Regions from separate parts of the Mus musculus genome. Here region 1 is linked to region 2. Evidence: chromatin contacts called from public ChIA-PET data. All regions are on one chromosome and are shown on one strand. Each heading gives the region's core, a stretch centred on a gene start, on an enhancer-like site or on the middle of the called end of the contact. The rest is flanking DNA. Distances are from core to core; before and after follow the strand shown.

The links. ChIA-PET counts read pairs in DNA pulled down with a chosen protein or histone mark.
Region 1: a contact with region 2 is called in an RNA polymerase II ChIA-PET map of memory CD8 T cells, with 5 read pairs. The contact joins two enhancer-like sites. A contact is called at or near these places in 2 of 115 datasets of contacts at active chromatin or transcription factors (embryonic stem cells and memory CD8 T cells).

What each region holds. Positions count from the first base shown.
Region 1 is chr2:127,178,322-127,184,884 of GRCm38.p6, reverse strand. No RefSeq gene overlaps it. Among named protein-coding and RNA genes, the nearest start is that of 1810024B03Rik, 27 kb to the left of the region's middle. Within about 2 kb of position 1,959, at least 362 of the 459 cell types and tissues checked have an H3K27ac peak or open chromatin away from gene starts, as enhancers often do. A contact at or near this core is called in memory CD8 T cells, where this site is marked.
Region 2 is chr2:126,592,413-126,599,413 of GRCm38.p6, reverse strand. It overlaps Hdc (histidine decarboxylase), which reads left to right. Exons shown (of 12, transcript NM_008230.6): 10 at 1,445-1,543; 11 at 4,476-4,577; 12 at 4,728-5,755. The coding sequence ends at 5,453. Among named protein-coding and RNA genes, the nearest start is that of Hdc, 23 kb to the left of the region's middle. Within about 2 kb of position 1,908, at least 88 of the 459 cell types and tissues checked have an H3K27ac peak or open chromatin away from gene starts, as enhancers often do. A contact at or near this core is called in memory CD8 T cells, where this site is marked.

The sequences.
Region 1 (6,563 bases), core at 710-3,209, 590 kb before region 2:
TGCATTCAGCTCTGGCTAATGCTTAGAGAAGAGACAGCCAAGAACAGATTTTACATTCCACATATGCTGTCTCATGTAAGTCTCTCTTAGGTTCAGGCCCCAGGTTAAACAATTTAAATATGGACTGGAGACTGCAAGTCCCACAGATGGGAGATTTACACAGAAAAGATATAACCAGAATTATTTTTAAGTATACCAGTGCATTGAAACAGCAGGCCACTCTTTGGTGATGGGGTCCTGAGTTTGAGGTGCCGGAAGATGAGAAGGTTGGAAAAGTAGAAGAAAGCAGTGGTGGCAAACGCCTTTAATCTGAGTACTTGGGAGGCAGAGGCAGAGGTAGACAGATTTCTGAGTTCAAGGCCAGCCTGATCTACAGAGTTTGTTCCAGGACAGCCAGGGCTACACAGAGAAACCCTGCCTGGATAAATAAATAAATAAATAAATAAATAGAAGAAAGTATCAAAATTGTGATGGGGGTGTCTTGGATAGGCTGTCTATGCCACACAGGCTTCTGGAGAACAGCATCTTGTATACTTCTTACAGGGGGAAAATGGAACAAGATAGGAGACTTCTATGAAGTCAGCACAAACTACTATACAGTGAGAAAACCACAGGAAGGAGCTAATAAAAGAAAGCTGGAAAAACAGGAAGAGAGAATCTCTCAAAAACGTTCCTGACCAAGCCCACACTGGACTCGGGACTGATAACCATAGCCGCATGTGGTGGGATCTCAGGGTCTGAAGCAAGCCATCCCCGAAGGCCCTGGCCCCAGACCTCCACCCGCTCTCCCAAGCACCGTCCTTGCTTTAGAGAAGGAGCTCTATTTTATTCCCAGCACTTCAGGGCCTTAGGGGAAGCTCCCAAGCCTGAGCCCCAGGTTGGCATTGGCTCTGGAGACCTAGAAGGAGCTGTTCTATGCCTTGCTTGACCAGGCCAGTCCTCACCAAACAGTGTTTTTCCTTTTCAAAGAGTTATCACCAGCTGTAGTCTTGCCCATGTGACAAAACGATGCTTTTCTCAAGAAGAAAACCAGACCTTTATGGCACACCAGGCCTTAAAGTTGGTTGTGGCCCTATATTGCCCCTTGGAGCCACTTGTTAGAGACCTGCTCTTTGAAGTCAGGATGGGGCTAATTCATGATTGTAAAGCAGAGTTGTCTCCTACCTTATGGTTTGTGGACAAATGTCTGGACAATCCCGGTAAACTACCACATGTATTCTAGCATCCTATTCTCCAATCGGCCTTTTTAGCATAGCACATACCTGTGTGGAGTTTTAGGGGCAGTCCTCCCTCACCTACATTCGACTTGCCGCCACTACAAGCATTAGTCGATCCTTTACATCAATTTTACTCTTCTACATCACAGCTTAATATTTGAGTGCTATCCGACACACGAGATGCCTTTTACAGGCTCCACAAAATTAACTCGAAATGGGACTTATACCTAGCTATAAAATGCCTAAATGCTAAGGCCAAAACTTACAGAAGAAACTATAGAAACAAGGGCTCTCCAAGTTTGGCATCCTGCCAAGGGTATTTCTACACAGAAGCCCTTTCCCCAAATGCTTTGTGTAGATGCAGCCACCCTAGTGAGATTATTCCGAGCCCACAGCCGGGCCCAGGGAGAGAGAAGGACCACAGGGGAACCTCACAAGTAACAGCTTCTGTCAGGCTGCTGTTTACCACAGAGCCCCCTGGGCTCAGCCGCCTGCTCCTCCCTTTGTGGGAGACTGCCCTGCACTTAACGTGTCGGAACTTCTGGGCTTGCCTGAGCTCCCCGCACCCAGGAGCGGCACACAGAACACATCAAGCAGAAACATTCAAGACTGCTAGCTAAATTTAAAAGAGGAACTTGCAAGATCGCACCCGGAAGAGCCCGCCTTCTCTTTTGGGTGGCAGATCCGTCTGGATGTCCTAATTGGCTAGTGAATCTGGAGTGACATACACACCACCCATTGGATTAGAGTGTGCTGAAGGGACACAGCGGAATAATTCCGGGCACAGGTTGCCAGTCTGAGGCCAGTCCTTTCCCGGATCTGTAGAAATTTGCATTTCAGTACCACCTTTGTCTTTCTTCCAATTGCTTGCCGGTCTTTTTCCCCCACCCTGGTCAGGGGAAGACCCACAACTCCAATTTGCTCTTGGCTAAGTTACCCGCTTCTCTCCACTGTGGGCCACATTGCAAATTTGGAGCTTTCCAGAGCTCCAGTCACAACACTCAGTAGGCACTTCCGCTTCTTCCTTTTGGAATCATTGAGACTTTACTTAGGGAATGTTGATAAGTTCACATATAGGTTTGCCTACCCCTATGCATGCTATGTTAAATCCTCTTCTGAACTTGATCACAAGGTAAAAGCAGAGATTTTTAAGGGCATTCTTAGCTCAAAGTCATGCAGAAACATACGTAAATTATAAAAGTATTGGACAGAAATACCTCTAGAATGTTCATCTTCTATTACAAAATCTTAGCTAACCATCCAGTAAATGACGCTGTAAAAGTAGATGGCTAAGGAGCTCTTTGTTAATCATTATCTGTGATCTAACCAATAAATGTATCAAAATATATAGATACAAAAATGTATCAATGTACAGAAAGAACAGAGAACACTAATGCAGAGGACCAACCTCACCTAGGTCTGGGTTCCTAAGAGAAGGGGTGTTTGAGAGCAACAGGGAAACAAGCAACTTGAACTCAAATCATGGGTCCAAGCTGCTGGCTTATGTTCTGCTGAGATAGCATTCCAGATGAGATGGCTTCCCAGACTGCTTTCTCTGTGTCTGTGTGCTCTAGACTGATTTTACTTTCTATTCTAAAACCTCTGTGGTTGAGACAGCTAGCTTTCTGCGTGAGACAGCTCTCTCTGCTAGTAAAAATTCTAAACGCTCTCTGGATAGCTCCTCAGTTTTCTCACCAAAGTCAGAAAAACTGATCTAAAAAATTCTTGGCTTTTCCAATCAAGTCAAAAATACTGTTAGAAAAATTCTAAAAGTAATTCTTGGGTTATCAAAATCAGAAAGGAAAAAAAAATCTGCTGTGTTCACTCTTCACATAGCCTTCTCTGGATAACTGCTAGAAAACATTTTAACAGAGCTCTGTCACCTCTCTAAGTAATTCTTGGAATTTCTAACCTCAGACATTAGAATGTTAGGAAAAAATCTTGAAGAGCTGTGTTTGCTTTCCAGAGATATCCAGATAGCTCAGCTCTCATTACAGAAAAAACACTTTAAAAAGTACTGCAGTATCTTCCTGCTAGCTCATCATATACAGATCAAAAGCCTGGGTTTTTTTTATTACATATGAATTTGGTTATTTATTCCAGGATCCCTTTTGATTATCCTATGAATCATCTGCCCATAACCCCAGCTCCTTGATACTTAAGAGACAGCAAGTACATTTTATTTATTTATTTTAACAATGTAAAAGAATTCAGAAATCTTGCTTAACTCTGTTATGTAGCTGGGTAGGAGTGTGCTGGGGGGACACAGAGTAGTTGCAAGCAGTGGAATGTTTCTATTGAGGCTTACTGGGCTATCCTAGTAGGTATTTGGAAGACTCTGCTGCTGAGAGTGACTTGTACTGTGCAGACCTGGCCCAAGATGTTTCAGTGAAGAAGAACTTCAGTATCTGGCCTAGAGACTGTTTTTGGTGAAGAAGATGGTTCAGACCCTTGTCTGAAGAGTCTACCTGAGACTAAAGTAAAGAGATTTATATTAATTACATTAACAAAATAAGTCTTAAAAAAATCCCAGCAGAGACCTTGCTCTCTTGTTTTGTCTTATAAAGAGTGTTTTAATTAAAAGGAGCAAGCAGAGAAAGGAAAAATATAAAATGTATGTTTTAAGTATTAATGGGGCACCAGGAAGTGAAATGAAGCTGAATCAAATGATCAAGGAGATAAACAAAATATGGGGGTGGTAGCTTTGGTGCAAGATCCCAACCAACAAAGCTTAGATCCACGCATGATGGAACATGCCTTTAATTTCAGGAGACAGAGACAAGCAGATCTCTGAGTTCAAGGCCAGCCTTGTGCAGAGCAAGTTCCAAGTACAGAAAAGCTTAAGTTCAGGTGTGGTGGTACAAGCCTTTGATCCCAGAATTCAAAAGAGAGAAACATACAGATCTCTTAGTTCCATCCAGGTCAATCTACAGAGCAAGTTCCAGGACAGCCAAGGTTAGGCAAGGAAGAAATTGGAAAACAGAAAGATGGTGATAATGTAATAGAACAAGGAGGGCATGTTCCAGCTCAAACAAGCAGCATAACTAAGCAGTTTCAGCTATGAGGCTCTGGCTTTAGAATAAAAATCCAGAGACAGCCAATATTGTACCTTGCACTTCAGTTGGGTTTGGTAATGTTTAAGAATCAACCAGGTGTTAGTGGTTTTAATGGTATGAAGAAGTCATGGATAGCAGCTGAGGCTTGGGACTGTGAGAGACCCAGGAAGGCCATTGGTGAAGGTGCAGTTGACAGCCTACCACTGAAGGGTCATGCAAAGAAGTTAAGGCTCGACACCATGAAGAGAGTCCATGAAAGGATTTTGGTGGTTCCTAGTTGCAGCAGAAGACCACAGTGTATTGGAGATGCCAGCACCATAGGATGGTCACCAAGAACAGCAGCAGCAGTGAAGTAGAGTCAAGTGCTACAGAGAGCAGAGCTGGAGATATGACCCAAGTGAGGAGCAGGGAAGATCATGTGTGGATCCCAGATATTAAAACAAGAAGCTGCAACCTTAAAGTTGCCTTCGATACCCAAAGATGTTAGAGATGCTAGAGCCATGGAATATCTGCTGAGAAAAGCTACAGATAGAGTGGAAACAGACCAGGAGAAATGTTTGTTCCAGTCAACACAAAGATAAAAAGGACTTAGAGATCTGAAAACCACTTTGACATCAGACATGGAGATGCAGAGTTTGGAGTTTGCCCAACTGGTTTCCTGTCATGCTTTGGGATTACAATGAAGTGATTGGATGAATCTCAGAAGAGACTTTGAACTTTGGAATCTTAACATTTTTGAGACTACTATAACTAAGGGGAGTTTGTAATGTATTTTTTAAAATTATGCTATGGCTAAGTGTGGCCCCCATAGGCATGTAAGTTTGAACAAACCTATAGGGACCAGTTACTGGAATGTGGTTGTTTGAATATGATTGGTCCAGGGAGTGGCACTATTAGGAGGTGTGGCTGTAGGGGTGGGCATTAGGACCCTCCTAGTAACCAGTTGGGAGCCAGTGTCCTCCTAGCGACCTTCTGATAAAGATGTAGAACTCTCAGCTCCTCCTGCACAATGTCTCCATAGAAGCTGCCATTCTAGCCTTGATGATAATGGACTAAACTTCTGTACCTGTAAGCCAGCCCCAATTAAATGTCCTTATAAGAGTTTCCTTGGTCATAGTAAAGCCCTAAGACATAGGCAAAAACACTCATATATATAAAGTAATGTCTAAAATGTGTGTGTGTGTGTGTGTGTGTGTGTGTGTGTGTGTGTGTGTTGTCCAAGCTGGACATAGTAGTGCATTTCTTCAATCCCAGTACTCAGACCACAGAGGCACACATACACACACAGGAAAAGAAGAGCAAAATTAATAGCACAGATAAAAGAAGCACTATAAAGCTGGAACAATACAATCACTCTGAACATCATATCAGTTATTTAGAATATACAATCATTTTCAAAAACTAATATTGCCAAGCATGATAGCATGATCCCAGCACTTCAGAGGCAAATATATGTCTATGAATAATTTGAGGCCACACTGTTCTACACAGTCACTTCCATAGTATAGCATGGTGGGACAGACATATGTTTCCTATAATGTGTCTGTGGCATTGCCATCAAAGGAAATTACAAAAAAGAAAAAAAAAAGAAAAAGAAAAAAAGAGAAAAAAAAGAAAAAACATGAACATAATAAAAATTCTGAATGGAGTTACTAGCAGCAGCTAGTTGAGATATGATCATTAAATCTTAGGAAGAACTATTTACCACAGGGATCCATAATTCAAGTTGAAAGCCCTTTCTCCATTTGGAAAATTTAACACTCTCTTATCAGTGATCTCCTTATTGCAAAGAAAGAAAATCTTATTTCTGCTTAGGATTCCATTAAGGGTAGTTTATCTTATTGCCCTCTTTGTCATACTTCTTGAAGTCATTACCCTTTCTGAATCTTCTCGACAGACTGAGACTTCATTGAGGTAAATGTATCCTCTCCTAGGTCTCGGGTAATGAAAAGTGTTTGTTCTTGTGTCTTTAACTATGATTTCTCTGTCTTTTGAAGAGTCTTCATGTTAGTTTTATTGCTGAAAATAAAATTTGAAATGAATTTATTTTTTAGCATCCACAATTAAATCCTTTCTTTTATAAGAGTTGCATTGGTTGTGGTGTCTCTTCACAGCAAAAGAACAGTGACTAAGATATCATTTTAATATGGGTTTTTGTGGGAGTGTGTGTGTGTGTGTGTGATGTTTTGTGTATATTAAATTTTAACCAGGATAAGTATTGAAATTCATATGTGAAATTCCAAGTGGTAGCATATACTTTTCTAGGAAGAGCTATAGCCAAGAAAAGAGG
Region 2 (7,001 bases), core at 659-3,158:
CATGGTTTGGTTTTAGCAGAGTGAGAAGAACGGGATGGAGATTAAGCAGAAATCAGAGAAGTGCACAGCTCAGATACTTCCTGCCCCTCTCCAACCAGGTGGTCAGTTTACCATAATCATCTAGAAACCGGGACATTTTATAGGGGACTCTAAGCAGGCTGCGGCAGAGGTTCTGTCCTTTCCTAAGGTTTTGATGCCCTCTTCTGGCTGACAAAAGTCTCTCTCTCTCTCTCTCTCTCCCCTCCACCCTCCCCCTCCTGGTTGGAACTCCACTACACATATAGACCAGGCTGTCCTTGAACTCAGCAGGTCTGCCTGCTTCTGCCTCTCCAGTGCTGGGATTAAAGGCATGCACCATCATGCCTGAGAGTTTAGTGCAAGGAAACATACTGTCCTTGATACTGGAGTAATAAGCCAGCCGTGTCTACTCTGGGAGACTACAATGAAGCATAAAGATGGGGACATCAGTAAAGTTTTGGCAACTCCATGGAGAGAGGCAGAGGAATGGTCAACGAGATGGATATTTTTAGAGAGCAGAAATTGTGGCAGAGGTTTTCTGACATTTGAGGGGAAAGCTTAGGAGAAGTCACATTGCTTGTTAGAACAACTGCAAGTGTCCCGCAAACCGTTTGCTCTGTTTTCAGACCTGAGCACTAGGATTGGGAATTTTCAGAATCTATGGTAACTGCAGCTTTGAACTTTAAGCTCTGTTGAATTTGGTACCAGGACAGGGATCAGTTCAGACTGAGGCAGGGGTTCCTGTGCAGTCGGAAAGCTTGGATGGAGCATCTGAGGCCACAGGAATCTCACAGGTGAAAGCCAAAGCCAGTAGGTGGCAGCAAGATTAAGTAAGGACTGACCATCTTGGTGCCAGACAGACACACACATGTGATTCCTAGCTCACCTGTTTATCATCTAAACAGCCTACACTGCCTGGACAACTTTCTCTGAGGTTTTGCACTGTCCTCAAGCCACTTTCCTGGAAAGCACCTTTTGTCCTATGCCATTGATGTGCCCGTGAGGTGGCCCTGTGAAAGTCACACAGGGTAAGGAGCCAGGGCAGAGCTAAAGGGAAACCCAGGTCTGTGGGGCCCCAGGGTTTAAGCTCTTAATCACCATCCTAAAGCTACACTAATGTTGAGAAGAACAGACATAGAACTTTAATTTCTGCTACTCAAGGAACTTCTAGGAGTTTCTAGGCTGGGATGAAATACTTAAAACAGCAGTTTTCGAGAGGTCACGCTCGGTTCCAGGTCACAGGCTTGGAACTGTTAGTGTTACCCAGATAAGCTTGTCTTGGTTTGCTCCTTAGCAACAGCTTTGGGAGTCATGGTGACACCAGGGAAATCCCAGGAGTGCTCTGCAGGCAACACAGAATGCTAGGAGTGCCCGAGGGAGTGGGCACGTTGCTTCTAACCATGAGCTCTGTGTTATTTGTTTCTAGCATTGGCAGATCCCCTTGAGCCGGCGCTTTCGCTCCATTAAGCTGTGGTTTGTGATTCGGTCCTTCGGGGTGAAGAATCTTCAAGCACATGTCAGACACGTATGTTGCGCGAGAGCCGTGGGACTAAGCCCATGATTCTTTGCATTTTCCATGGGAAGGAAGACTTTGCCTCGGTTTTACAAATCTGCCCAGGGGATCCTTGGTTTGTGGCTCAGTGGTAGGGTGCGCAGAGGGACTTGAATGTTGGTTATGTAGAGGTGCGCTGATCTCCATGTAGTCCCAGTGGACTGTCTGTGATCTGTAGTTCACACTGTTTATTTTCTAAACAGTCACCACTAAGTGCAACTTCCTCTGTTCTGACATCCCTTGTTTCACCGATTTCCTGAGAGTCTCACCTTTCCTGTTGTTGTCTTTGAGAACTGAGCACTCAAAAGCCTAGTTTACGGAAAGAGAAAGTGAAAGTAGGTCAAAGAGCAGGGTCTATGGTCAAAGTAGGGCCGAGTCTTTAAGAAGGAGTGGCTGTCATGGCTCCCTGGTGAATGGTGTGTCAACACAGCCACACCTGCTCTTCACCTTCTAGGTGAGGTCTGTAGTGAACACACTACCTGTAATTGTGTCCTCCTCTCCCCTGGCCTCTGCTCTGTCTCATACACAGCTTGCCTCATGGGAGGGAAGAGAATAGGGCAGGAGGAGAATGTCTTATTAACTGGGAGACCTACTTTCTGCCGCCCAAGCCTTGGGAGAATCACCCTCCCTTGGATTTTAAAAAGTGAGGATGCTGACAAAGGTGGGCTCTGAGGGGACATTGTGGGGCATGTGAGTGAGACATGGAGAATTTTGACAGGGCAGGTGGTGAAAACAGGCCCAGAGGAAAGGAGTTATAGGGGAGAATCATAACCAGGTTAGAAATGGGGCATGGGCATATAAAGGCCAGGAGAACAGTTAGTATGCTTTTCCCGGACAAGGCCTGGACTTGCACATGAAGAACTTCTTAGGGATCAAGTGGGGACGTAGCTCCATTGGTACACTGTTTACTCCCCATGCACAAAGCCACTGTTTGACCCCCTAGTATTGCTTAACCTTCTCCTGGCAGCGCTTGCAGGTAGTTCCACAGTGGGGGGTGGAGGCAGAAGGATCAATGGTACCAGGTCGTCCTTGGCTACATTGTAACTTTGAGCCAGTCTAGGATCCATGAGAGAGAGCCTTTCTCAAAGAAAAGAAAAAGTTCATGAGGCGGTGGTAAGAGTTTGAAATTGACTGGAGAGAGAGAGAGAGTGGAGCAGATAGAGGAGCAGATAGAGGTTGGTTCAAATGGCACCGCCTCTTCATGGTCAAGGAAGACACCTGAAGCTCTGTCTTCTTTTAAAACGAAATATCAAGTGGGAGTTCCAGCCCATAAAAAAAAAATCACTTAGTGGGGCAGGAGAGATGACTCAGCAGTTAAGAGCACTGACTGCTCTTCCAGAGGTCCTGAGTTCAATTCCCAGCAACCACATGGTGGCTCACCACCATCTGTAATGGGATCTGATGCCCTCTTCTGGCATGTAGGTGTACATGCAGTCAGAGCACTCACATACATTAAATAAATCTTTAAAAATTAATTCACTTAGCAGAGAGTGTATGTGAGTCTCAGACTGGAATCTCTAGCCCTATCATGTGCTGTGTCTGTCACTTACTCCCCCCTCCCCACGCCCCCAGGTCTCATTTGTTGTTCTTGCTAGTCTGGAGCTCAAGGCTCCCCTCTCGAGTGCTGGCATTAAAGACTTAAATATCATCATTCCTGGCAACCTTGAACTTCCTCTGATCCTCCTACTGAAACCTCCCCATGTCTAACTTTATTCAGTTGTTGATTGAAGTCAGCATTTTGTGCAAGGTAGGCTAGTGGATTGCCAGTTGAGCCACAGCCCTGTCCTATATTCAAGCATTCTATGTAAATGTAAAACTCAAGAGAACCACAGGAAAATTTAAAAGTTCATAAAAACTTTATAAAAGATCAATATGCTATGAAATCTTTATTTTTTAAAAGATTTATTTATTTATTTTATGTATATGAGTACACTGTAGCTGTCTTAGACACACCAGAAGAAGGAACCAGATTCAATTACAAATGGTTGTGAGCCACCATGTGGTTGCTGGGAATTGAACTCAGGACCTCTGGAAGAGCAGTTGGTGCTCTTAACTGTCAGATGGTGGTTGCTGAGCCATCACTCCAGTTTTTTTTTTTTTTTTTTTTTTGGTTTTTCGAGACAGGGTTTCTCTGTGTAGCCCTGACTGTCCTGGAACTCACTCTGTAGACCAGGCTGGCCTCGAACTCAGAAATCCGCCTGCCTCTGCCTCCCAAGTGCTAGGATTAAAGGCGTGCGCCACCACCGCCCAGCTGATATTTTCTTTATTTCAGTCTGAAATCTTTAATTTTTCCATGATAAATATACAGGCCATATTTTAAAAACCTGTGTTTTAGTGTACAATGTAATGTGACATTGCCTATATTGAATAAGTGAGTATTGCTCTTCCCAGAACATTTCACCATTCCAAGGAGAAACCCTGAACCTATTAACCGTGGCGCAGGTGGTAGTGCTACCTAGAATACAGGCTCCCCGTGAGCCACGGAGTGCGATGAGCTCCATGAGGTGAGGCAGTTATGGCTCCGGCTGCACAGCCTCCTCTGCTTCCCTGTGGGCGCTGAGTTGGGCCCTTGCTGGCTCCCTTTGCCGATGCGGAAGCTGAGGAGTCAGAACAGGAGACTGAGTGCTGAGTTATAAAGCACTCGTCTTTTGAGTTCTGGAGCTAAGTTGAAAGAGGATTTTGAGACACAAGGTCTCTGGGTGGGTGTGAGGTGACAGAGACGAGACAGAAGTAGAGGTTTGTCAGCTTGAATATGAGCGAGATCAAATAGGGAAGACAGGCAGGCAGAAGGCACACAGGTCTCAGAATTTGTCCGTGTCTCTGGTCTAAAGTTGTTGAACAGTATCAAAGATGCAATTTGGTTTTGGCCTGTTAACCACAGTGTTCTTTATGTTTACAATTCCAGGGCACAGAAATGGCTAAATACTTTGAATCTCTGGTCAGAAGCGACCCTTCCTTCGAAATTCCTGCTAAGAGGCACCTTGGTTTGGTGGTTTTCCGTCTGAAGGTACTGTGCTCTTGCATGGCTCCCGGAGAAGGATGCTTCTACTCCAGAGTTGAGGGGGTACTGAGTCTTTCAGACCAGTAAATGCTGGGCTTCATGGAGCCCTTACAAGCAGTGTAATGTAGGATCCAATTATTTTTGTTCTTCTTATAGGGTCCTAATTGTCTCACAGAAAGTGTGTTAAAGGAAATAGCCAAAGCTGGCCAGCTCTTTCTCATCCCGGCTACTATCCAAGACAAGCTGATCATCCGTTTCACTGTGACATCCCAGTTTACCACCAAGGAGGACATCCTGAGAGATTGGCACCTCATCCAAGAGGCTGCTAACCTTGTCCTGAGCCAGCACTGCACTTCCCAGCCGAGCCCTCGGGCCAAGAACGTCATCCCGCCACCGCCAGGGACCAGAGGGCTATCCCTGGAGTCAGTCAGCGAGGGAGGAGATGACCCAGCACAGGCCCGGAAGATCATCAAGCAGCCAGGAGCCAGTCTGGCGAGAAGGGAAGGCGGCTCTGATCTGGAAACGATGCCGGATCCCTTTGATGATTGCTTCTCGGAAGAGGCCCCCAACACCACCAAGCACAAGCTGTCGTCCTTTCTGTTCAGTTACTTGTCCGTCCAGAACAGGAGGAAGACAACGCGGTCCCTCAGCTGCAACAGTGTGCCTATGAGTGCCCAGAAGTCACTCCCCGCAGACGCTTCACTGAAGAATGGGGGCTCCTTCCGGGCCAGAATCTTTTCCGGGTTCCCAGAACAAATGATGATGATGAAGAAAGGTGCCTTCAAAAAGCTGATCAAGTTCTACAGCGTCCCCAGCTTTCCTGAATGCAGTTCTCAGTGTGCTCGCCAGCTACCGTGCTGCCCCCTGGAGGCCATGGTGTAGAGTCCTCAATCAGAATGCAAGAGTGCCTGTGCTTCAGGGAGTTGGGGAACCCCTCGAAATTGCGTGCAGTTTGTGTGCTTATTATGTGTGTGTGCATCTTGAGGGAAGCAAGCCCATTATTTTGATCATAACCTCACAGGGTCTTCGTGATCCACAACAGATTGTAACTGGGAAGTTTAAGCGGGCATGCTCCAGAGGTTGCAGGCGCTTGTGTGATAGAAGGGGCTGAGACGGTGGCGTGCTGTTGAGCTTGTAATGTGAAAAACAACTTAGAAATAAATTGTGCTTATATCTAAAATAAAGCATAGTCTGTGTTAATTGACAGCCAAAACACAAAACATTGATGACAAAGCAGGTACTGTGTCAGAGGTGCAATCCTGTGTCCCGTCTTGCTTTTCAGAAGGCTGAAGATTAAACACAAACAAACAAACAAACAAACAAACAAACATGACACTGTAGCTGTCTTCAGACACACCAGAAGAGGGCATCTGATCCCAATTACAAATGGTTGTGAGCCACCATGTGGTTGCTGGGAATTGAACTCAGGACCTCTGGAAGAGTGGTTAGTGCACTTAATTGCTGAGCCATCTCTCCAGCCCCTGGAAATTTTAATTCCAAGAAAGTAGAATTGAAGGATCCCTTGGTAGCAAGCAAGGAAAGCAGCTTGCTGTTTGAGACAGGGGCTTACTATAGCCCAGGCTGGCCTGGAACTCACTCTGTAGACCAGGCTGGCCTCAGACTCCCAAGTGCTGGAATTAAAGGCATGGGCCTCCAAGCAGACACCAGCAGTCTGTATTGTTAAAGTATCAATTCTCAAGTAACTCTGTGGCTTCCACTGTGCTCATGGAAAGCTTTATGAGGGAGGCAGAAGTGCTGTCATTTATAAACTGCCTACTCAGGCATCTTAAAAAAACAAAACAGCAACAAGGCTCAGTGATTCCAGTGTGGGGCTGGATACACACTTTCAATGTAGAAGACAAGAGTTTAATTCCCAGTACCCATGTCAGGAGGTCTACAACCGCTTATAACCCAAGCTCCAGGGGACCAAATGCCCCTGGCTTCCTCTGACACATGAACTTACATACTCAGAAACAGACACAGACAGACAGATAATTAAAAATGAAATAAATCTTAAAAGAAGACTGACTCCTGACTTCCTTTCCCAGAAATACTGGGCTGGTTGTTATGGGGGTGGCCTTGGGCTTTTGGGGGGGGGTGTTAGGTACTCCAGGTGATGCTAATATACAGCAATTTGGAAGACCACTGAAAACTCACTAGATTCTAAAAGGGTTAACATGCCCCCAGGTGATTTCAAGGCACAGGCAATTGCGCTATGCTGAGCCAGCCCTTCTCAGATTTGAGCCTGTGTATGACCCAGTGGGAGGGCTTATGAAAACTCACATTGCTGAGCCCACCCCACGGCGTTTGAATCTGGGTCTGGTGGGGGGGTGGGGGTGGGTCAGGGCTTTATGTTAAGAAGCTCCCAGGTGGGCCGGGCGGGGGTGGCGCACGCCTTTAATCCCAGCACTCGGGAGGCAGAGGCAGGCG